Linked DNA regions of Mus musculus: all the other regions are linked to region 1. Evidence: chromatin contacts called from public promoter capture Hi-C data. All regions are on one chromosome and are shown on one strand. The core of a region is the stretch at or near the end of the contact, and the rest is flanking DNA. Distances in the headings are between cores, read along the strand shown. Region 1 holds the start of Rps10 (ribosomal protein S10). Region 2 holds the start of Cramp1l (cramped chromatin regulator homolog 1). Region 3 holds the start of Ube2i (ubiquitin-conjugating enzyme E2I).

The links. Promoter capture Hi-C pulls out the DNA fragments that hold promoters and counts their contacts. Capture Hi-C pulls out chosen DNA fragments and counts their contacts.
Region 2: a contact with region 1 is called in a promoter capture Hi-C map of adipose tissue, with 3 times the contacts expected there. The contact joins the promoter of Cramp1l here to the promoter of Rps10 in region 1. A contact is called at or near these places in 2 of 39 promoter capture datasets (liver and pre-B cells) and 1 of 9 other capture datasets (adipose tissue).
Region 3: a contact with region 1 is called in a promoter capture Hi-C map of erythroid cells, with 5 times the contacts expected there. The contact joins the promoter of Ube2i here to the promoter of Rps10 in region 1. A contact is called at or near these places in 4 of 39 promoter capture datasets (erythroid cells, liver and pre-B cells) and 1 of 9 other capture datasets (liver).

The regions. Positions count from the first base shown.
Region 1 is chr17:27,633,981-27,636,513 of GRCm38.p6, forward strand. Rps10 (ribosomal protein S10) reads right to left here and starts at 1,264. Exons shown (of 6, transcript NM_025963.4): 1 at 1,224-1,264; 2 at 346-495; 3 at 92-263. The coding sequence starts at 495. Gm15420 (predicted gene 15420) reads left to right here and starts at 1,264. Exons shown (of 2, transcript NR_167724.1): 1 at 1,264-1,451.
Region 2 is chr17:25,013,956-25,016,488 of GRCm38.p6, forward strand. Cramp1l (cramped chromatin regulator homolog 1) reads right to left here and starts at 1,275. Exons shown (of 21, transcript NM_020608.3): 1 at 1,172-1,275; 2 at 1-70. The coding sequence starts at 69. It overlaps Ift140 (intraflagellar transport 140), which reads left to right and starts at 2,131. Exons shown (of 30, transcript NM_134126.3): 1 at 2,131-2,533.
Region 3 is chr17:25,272,159-25,274,691 of GRCm38.p6, forward strand. Ube2i (ubiquitin-conjugating enzyme E2I) reads right to left here and starts at 1,273. Exons shown (of 7, transcript NM_001177610.1): 1 at 1,163-1,273. Gm17801 (predicted gene, 17801) reads left to right here and starts at 1,966. Exons shown (of 1, transcript NR_027452.1): 1 at 1,966-2,533.

The DNA of each region.
Region 1 (2,533 bases), core at 14-2,513:
CATGAGACCCTATCTCAAAAGCAATTGTGCAACCAATACACCCCCAAAAAACGGTTTCTGAGGCGGCCCTTGGGGCAATCAGAATCAGTACCTTTGGGCCGAGGCCTGCCGGTCTCGGGACGGCTGCGACGCAGGGTGGCGGGCACGATCTCCGGGGGTAGGTGCAGGTAGTCTCGGAGATACTGGATGCCCTCGTTCGTAAGGTACCAGTAGAAATGTCTCCAAGCAAACTGTTCCTTCACGTAGCCTCGAGACTTGAGAGACTGCAGGACATAGACACATGTCAGTCAGCAGCTGGCTCCTCGGGAAGGGCAGACCTATTCCCACCTGTGTCCCTCTCCACACCTGCATGGCCTTCATTACATGAAGGTTGGGCACATTTTTGTCTGCCAGCTCCGGGTGCTTAGGCATGTGGACATCCTTTTTGGCGACCATCACGCCCTCCTTAAAAAGGAGTTCGTAGATGGCAATCCGATTCTTCTTAGGCATCAACATCTGCAAAAAAGACGTGACGGTTTAGCATCATGGCCAGAATCCAAATCACCACTGTCACAGGGTGAAAACGCCAGACAGGCACCATAGGGACCAGGTCCCTCCACCTCCACAGTTTGGAGGAAAGCTACCAGGAAGTTAATGCAATAGGGTCACAAAAGGCACCCATGTATCTGCTGTCACGGCTCTCACAGCCAAGTGACTGGGGGTGGGAGGTAGACACAGAACCTTGTCAACCATACTTGGGGGCCATCAGAACCAGAGGTCGTACCTAGAGCAAAATCGGGGGACTCCTTAAAGAATACAAGGAGGGGCCAGAGAAAGGGCTCCACTTCCTGCGCAGAGGGAGCACTAAAGTAACGGGCTCGGTGCTCCCCTGAAAAGTCCTCCCCAAAGGTAACGCAGAGACCGGAGGGTAGCAGGGAGGAGAGAGGGGGTCTGCCGCGAAAGGGACGCACGCAGGCGGGAGCCGAACCCCTGGCCCGGGCGCTTCCCGCCACACGTGGCCTTCAAACTCCTCTCCTCCACCCGCCGCCATCGGGACGCCGGTCTTCTTCAGTCGACTCTGAGTCGCAGAGCTGCGTCCCCCCACAAAAGCCCTCTGGGCACGGCGCGGCGAGCGGCTGGAAGGGCGAGTACGGCCTTCGCCTCCCCCGGAGGACGCGGGCCCTCAACGGCAGCGCTGCGGCCCGGATGGCGACAGATGGAGCCCGGACGCCGGAGGAACTCACCGCGGCGGCTGCAGGGTCCGAGGCGGAGGCTGGAAAGGAAGGGGCGTGCGCGGCGCAGCGTCTCTTCCGGGCTGCGCGGCTCCGCCTCCCTGCAGGACCCGCGCGCTGCCTGGGGTGCCCTCGGCAGTGCCTGAGGAGTGGGGACGGTGCTAGGACGCATGTGCGAGCCATCCCGCTACGCTTCCCGCCCCCTCCTCCACCCCGCCCCCACCTGGAGATTGCTAGCCCGTGAGTTGTGTCCGGAGCTGGGGTGCAGGCGCTTGGTGCAGAGAGGCCGGTCCGCATTGCCCGGTGGGGATGGAGGCGGAGGGCTAAGAGTTCAGGGATAGATTAGGCCAGCCTGAGCTACCTGAGACCTTGTCCCGGAAGGACAAAAAAAAAAAAAAAAAAAAAAAAAAAAAGCATACATGGCTGGTACACTTTTTACACATTCCAGACTCATTCGCAGGAAGAAACTGACATCCCCATTAACCCTGCTTATACTGGAGTAAATTTTACTTACGCTTCGTAAAGCCTCTCAAATAAGAAATGTTAGTCATGCTGGGCGTGGTGGCGCACGCCTTTGATCCCAGCACTCGGGAGGCAGAGGCAGGCGGATTTCAGAGGCCAGCCTGGTCCCCAAAGTGAGTTCCAGGACAGCCAGGGCTACACAGAGAAACCCTGCCTCGAAAAACAAACAAACAAAAAAAGAAATGTTAGTCATCAGGCAGGGTAGCGTCCAGGCGAGACACATCCAAGTAAGACCCTCCCTAAAAAAAAAAAAAAATAATAATAATAATAATAATAATAAATAATAGTAATTAATTTAAAAGGCAAGGCATGATGTGCAGTACGGATGCAGAGGCAAGCAGATCTCCCTGAGTTCAAGCCCAGCCTGGTGTAAACAGCGAGTTCCAGGCCAGCTAGAGGCACAGTCTCAAAACAAAACCAGCCATGCCCAAAGAAATGCACCCCACCTTGTTGATTTTAATTTCTAGTTCTCCTTTACCTGTCTGACTAAACGGTTTCTTTATTGTGTGTGTTCGCTTATTGCAGACAAGGTTTTGTTCTTGCCTCTGCCTCACAAATGCTGGCATTGCAGGCGTGCACCACCATGCCTGGTTGATGAGCTGTCTTCTCAACACCCCGGCCACAAGCACGAAGCCAGCATCAAATTAACTGACCATGCGTGGTGGCAGCACCGGAGGAGGTGAAGGACTGCCTCACCTCTGGTTGGGAGGACAGCTCCTGAAAATACTCCTTACAGACAATTTGTATTGTGTTGACATTTACTGTCTGTCAATCAACACGAAAGCCAAGGGGAGGAATTT
Region 2 (2,533 bases), core at 25-2,524, 2.6 Mb before region 1:
GGCCGTCCGCTTGCCCAGCTTCTTGAGCCCTTCCTCCCCGCTGCCGGCGTCGCCCAACTTCACTGTCATCCTGCGGCGAGAGAGACGAGGAGCGGTGAGGCGGGCGGCAGGCAGAAGTTTACCGCCGGCCTCCCAACATGGCGGCCGTTGTTTGTTCCAGCGCCGCCCGCCGCCCGCCGCCCGCCCGAGGGCCCACAGAGTGCTGAGCCCGACCGGACCGGGACCCCGCCCCGCCCTTGGATGCCCCTAACCCAGGTAGACCAACACAGCCCGGAGCCACGGAAGGCACGGCAGCATGACCTGGCCTCTGCGCTTTGGGTCCCGCAGTACCGCCGTCCCGCCACCACCTAACCCAAGGAGCCGCAGCTCATGGCCCCCAGCTTGATCCCGCCTCGCTCCCCGCACTGCCCGTGCCTCCCCTCTGCTCCCGAGCCACGCGCGATCAAGCCGCGCACCTGCCTATTGCAACGGCCCGCGCTGCCCTCCGAGCCCCTAGTGCTCCATAGGCCAAAACTGCCGCTCCCTCCAAAGCTGGCATGCAAGAGAGAGACTCTGCACTCCGGAAACCTTCCCAGGAGGGAGATGGCCCGACTACACCTCTCATTCAACAAAGCCTGTTGCATAGAACAGGTTAGAGAACACCGGAAAAGTGACAGCAAACACTGTTATGTTCCAGTCGGATCTTAAGAATAGGAACTGAACTATGTAAACAATTCTGGAAACAACAAAATTCTTGCTTTAACTTCTACCACTGTCATAAGATATCGATAAGCAAAATAATAATTATCTGTAGCTAGGAGAAATTATACTCAGAATAAACTAAAGTTCAGGTACATTCCAACATCTTAAGACAGGCTGTGTACATGATGAAGCAGGACAGAGAAACACTCCGTTCTTTAGCAGACGCTAGGTCCAACATAACTGTTGAAAACATTCCACTTAAAAAGAAAAGCAGACAGAGCAAGGTACCAATGATAACAAAGAAACAGACTGAAGGTAAAGACAGAGATGTAAAACTCGAAGTAACACCATAAAATGGTGCTGCCAAAAACGGTGTGCAATTTTCCTGTTTGGCACTGATCTTTCAAATACTACCTTAAGAAAACCCTGGCACAGAACCACACAAGACACAACCCCACGCTAAATGATTTTATGGCACAAGACTTCGAACCTATTCACTTTTAACCCCCTCACCACGGTTCCCAAAACCCTGTCATTGTGCTAGGGAGCGAAACCCATTCCCAGAACCAGCACTGCCAACAGCACCAAGCAAAATGCATCAATCCAACAGGACCCACTCGCCGGCGCGCTGGGCCCTGTCCCCAGGCACATTCCGGTCGTTCCCCAGAGGCGGTGGACTCCATAGGAGTCCGTCACCGAAACCCGTCACTTCCTGACCGTGGGAGGCGCGGGCACTGTGGGCCTCGTCCCGGCTCCACACCCTTTGTCCCATTTCGGGTGGGAGAAGCTCGCACCTTCCTGAGGAGCTGACCGCTGGCTGCACGCGGCGCAGCCCACGAATACCGCGGCCCCTCCGCGGATCCCGAAGGCTCCCAAGTGCAGCCTACGGTCACCTTTTTCATCCACGCTTCCCGGCAGCCTGGCTCCCGGATCCCGGGCCTCCGCAGAACCGACCGGGCCCGGCAGCTCCGGCTGCGGCGAAGCCGCGACGCCGGGCTGGTGGTCAGGTGTCAGGCGCGGTCACCAAGCACTGTTCCCCTTCGCAAGACCTCTCCGTGGACTGGCGCGCGGCTAACAGGGCTGACGGCACCGGTGCAGCCGCCACTCGCCCTCCCACACCCGGGACGCCGCGCTCTAAACAGTTCCGGCTACGGCGGCCGCCGGGGACCTGAAGTCGGCGCCGGAGCGGGGAGGGGCGAACGTCCCGCAAAAAAGACGAGCACGTCCAGCTTTTCTGCGGGCGCGCCCAACCAGCTAGGCTGCCATTGGTCAGCAGGCGTTACGTGCGCGCGCCCGCACGATGTACAGGGGCGGGCCCGCAACGTGGGGCGTGTTGTGACGGCAACCTCGCGCCCTTGCGGATCATGCGTCTTTTCCGATTGGCCAACCGACAGCCAATAGGATCAGCGTGCTGGCTGTGATTGGCTGAGACTATGTTGACGGATGCGTGAGAAGAAATCACCGCCTCAGCGGGGCGTCTTGAAGCGCGCGGGAACTCGGGTGGGGACTTTGCACTTTGAAAACAGGTTTAAGACCATAAATGTATCGTAGCATAGTCCACTAACACTTTTCCTATTCGAAGCGATAAGGAAATGTGTTTTTAAAACTCTAATGCTTATGCATGTGGCGTTTGAAAAAAGTATCCCAGTTTGCAGGAGGTCCCCGCCTCTGGTTATCCCCTTGGCTCATTGGCGTGGACCGTGCTACTGCGCCTGCTCTTCAGCGACACTCGCCGTTGGCTAACACTGGCTAAAGTGCACACGGTCACCCAGGGAACCCTGTGCCTAGCTGCTGCAAGCCTCTGCTGAGTACCGCTTGCAGCGGTCTCTCGAGGCATCAACGCGCCACGCGC
Region 3 (2,533 bases), core at 23-2,522, 2.4 Mb before region 1:
ATCCTGTCTCAAAAACAGGGAGAAGTGAGAGGTGGCTCTTATCAGAACTCTTAAAGGCCTTTTGCCCCACGGTCGAGGAAAAGGAACCCTAGGAGCACCCTGGCAATGATCTAGGCAGAAACTTGGGGGGCAGTGCTGCTGCTCCCGCAAGCACTCCAAAAGCCACTTAAACACAACTTGCCTTCCCAGGCAAACAGTCACTTCACGAGCTAAAAGTTTTGTGATGCAATGACCAAACTAAACCAAACCAAACCAAAAAACCATTCCCCTCCCCACTACTAGAGACAGGAAGGACATACAGGGATGGGTCTTATGACTCCAGGCTTCCTACAGTGTACAGTATTTGTCTGGCGACACCACCTACTTCAGAGCTACTTACCGGTCAGAGAGCCTGTGCAAGGTTGCTTATCTCCGCCCACCTCGGCAGAGGGAACATGGGTACCAGGCACTACGGCTGGCTTGGATAGGGCGAAGCGGCCTCTTTTACTCGAATGCACACTGTAGGCCCTAAGGATCCTTCAGTAAGTATACCACGCTGTTTGTTAAGTTTCCAGTGGCAGAGACAGCCAGAGGAGGGCAGGACTGCGATCACTCACAGCCTGAATACCTTTAGAAAGAAAACAAACTCCCCTTCGACGCCCGTTTTCTGCTATGCAGGCAGGTAACTAACTCATCCACTAAAACAACAGTTCCTTAAGAATAAAGGAAGGTGGGGCAGAGAATATACACAAGACTCCCCCACAAAAACCCAAGCTACAAGCCTAGCGTCTCGGTAACGAACGAAGCCTTCTGATGTGACTCCGGGTGCTTACAGGCCCCGACACGGCCCAGTACTCACGGCCTTCCGCACTCTCACTCGCCTAACTACGGAGCCCAGCACCGCCCAGAACGCGTCTGGGAGCTACTGGGAAGCTCAGATTATCTGTTGCGGGGTCGGCGGAACTCAGTTCGCCAAGAGTAGGGGGGCAGTGGGCCGTGCTCCCAACCCTGTATTCTCCCGTGGCACAGCGGCTGGGCCCTAGTGCCCCGAAGGCCGAGACTCGGAGGCCGCGAGCGAGAGGAGGCCGCCGTGGCTCCGCTCGGCGCCTCCCGGAAGCTCACTGGGAACGGCGGCGAGTCCGGGCGAAGATGGGAGTGCGTGCGCAGGCCGGTGGCGGCTCACCTGGGCGACCGCGGCCCGGACCGTCGCGGCGGCAGAGGCGGCGGCGCTCCTTTGTCTCGGGACTTCCCTCCGCGCCCGCCGCGCGCAGCACGGAGCGCAGGACCCCAGCGGGCGGGGCGGGGCCTGAGCTGGGCTGCCCGCCACACGCCTGCTCAGCTTACCGTCCCTCCCGTCCGGTGGCCTACGCGTCTACTTAAACACGAGCTTCCCGCAGCCCGCACGCGGCTGCCGCGCCCTCGTTGCCCGCGACCGCCTAAGGAGCCCGAGCCCAGGGCGCCTGTCCAAGCAGGCGGTGCCCTGAACGGCCGCACTCTTAAAGGGGCCGCGTCCTAGGCTCGAGGGAGCGTCTGCAAACTCCTCTTCGGGATGAGCGCGTCCACTCGAGGACACATCAGAGAGTCGTGTGAGGAAAAAGAAGCATAGATTCCCAAGGGTCATCCGGATGCTCAGAGGGCACCTTCCCGGGCACAGGCTCTGGAGGTATCCTTGGGCTCAAGGCCCGAGTCCCGGGAGCAAAGATCACTGAGGCCTAAACATCCTGGGAATCGTCGCAGTACGGTGACGATCCCCGGAACTTAGCGCGCTGTGACACTTTCTGCAATTGGCCAGCTCAGGAACTTGGGCGGGGTGAACCTCGAAACTATCCAATGAACTAGCCTCATACAAAGGGCCAAACGCAAGCAAAACCGACGGGGAGAGAAATGTGGATGCTCCCTAACCTACGAGTTAGCCCCCTAGTGGGGGAGGGGAATGGGCCTGCGCCGTGGGGGAGGGGCAGCACCCGCGGACCCCCCCCCCCGCGCGCGCGCCCCAGGCCTCTTCCCTGTGCCGCACCCCACACCTTAGTTCCACCTGAAACCCCTGTGCGGCTTCTGCTGGCCCCGCTGGACACGCTTTTGTCACGCCGTGGCCTAGTCCAGTTTCCTCGGCCAGTCCTCTGCAACCCAGCTCGGATGCTTCCTCACCGACTCACCGACGGGACGGGTACTTAGAACCGTCGGCTGGCCCCCTGGTGGCCATTCTGGCGCCTGCTCCTTTTTTTTTGGCACGTGCTGGAGGCCTTTCGGGGCCAGTTGCAGCCAACAAGGGCTTCCTGGGAATTTGGACTATGGGTCCAATTGCTGCCAGGGACTCCAGTGTTCATCTGTCAGTATCTCCGTCCATCTACTCACCACTCTCTCCTTCCTTCGTTCTCCTCTTACCTTTTGAGGTTGTTGGGTGCCCCAAAACAGGAACTAAGGTCCCATGCCCCTTGCCCACAATTGTCCAACATTCCCTGGAGCTCACCCTGTTAATTCCTCCTGTTCGTAGCCGTACTGTTTAAGAGTTAAGATCACAGTGAGCACCAGATCCTGAGGGACCTTGGTCTCT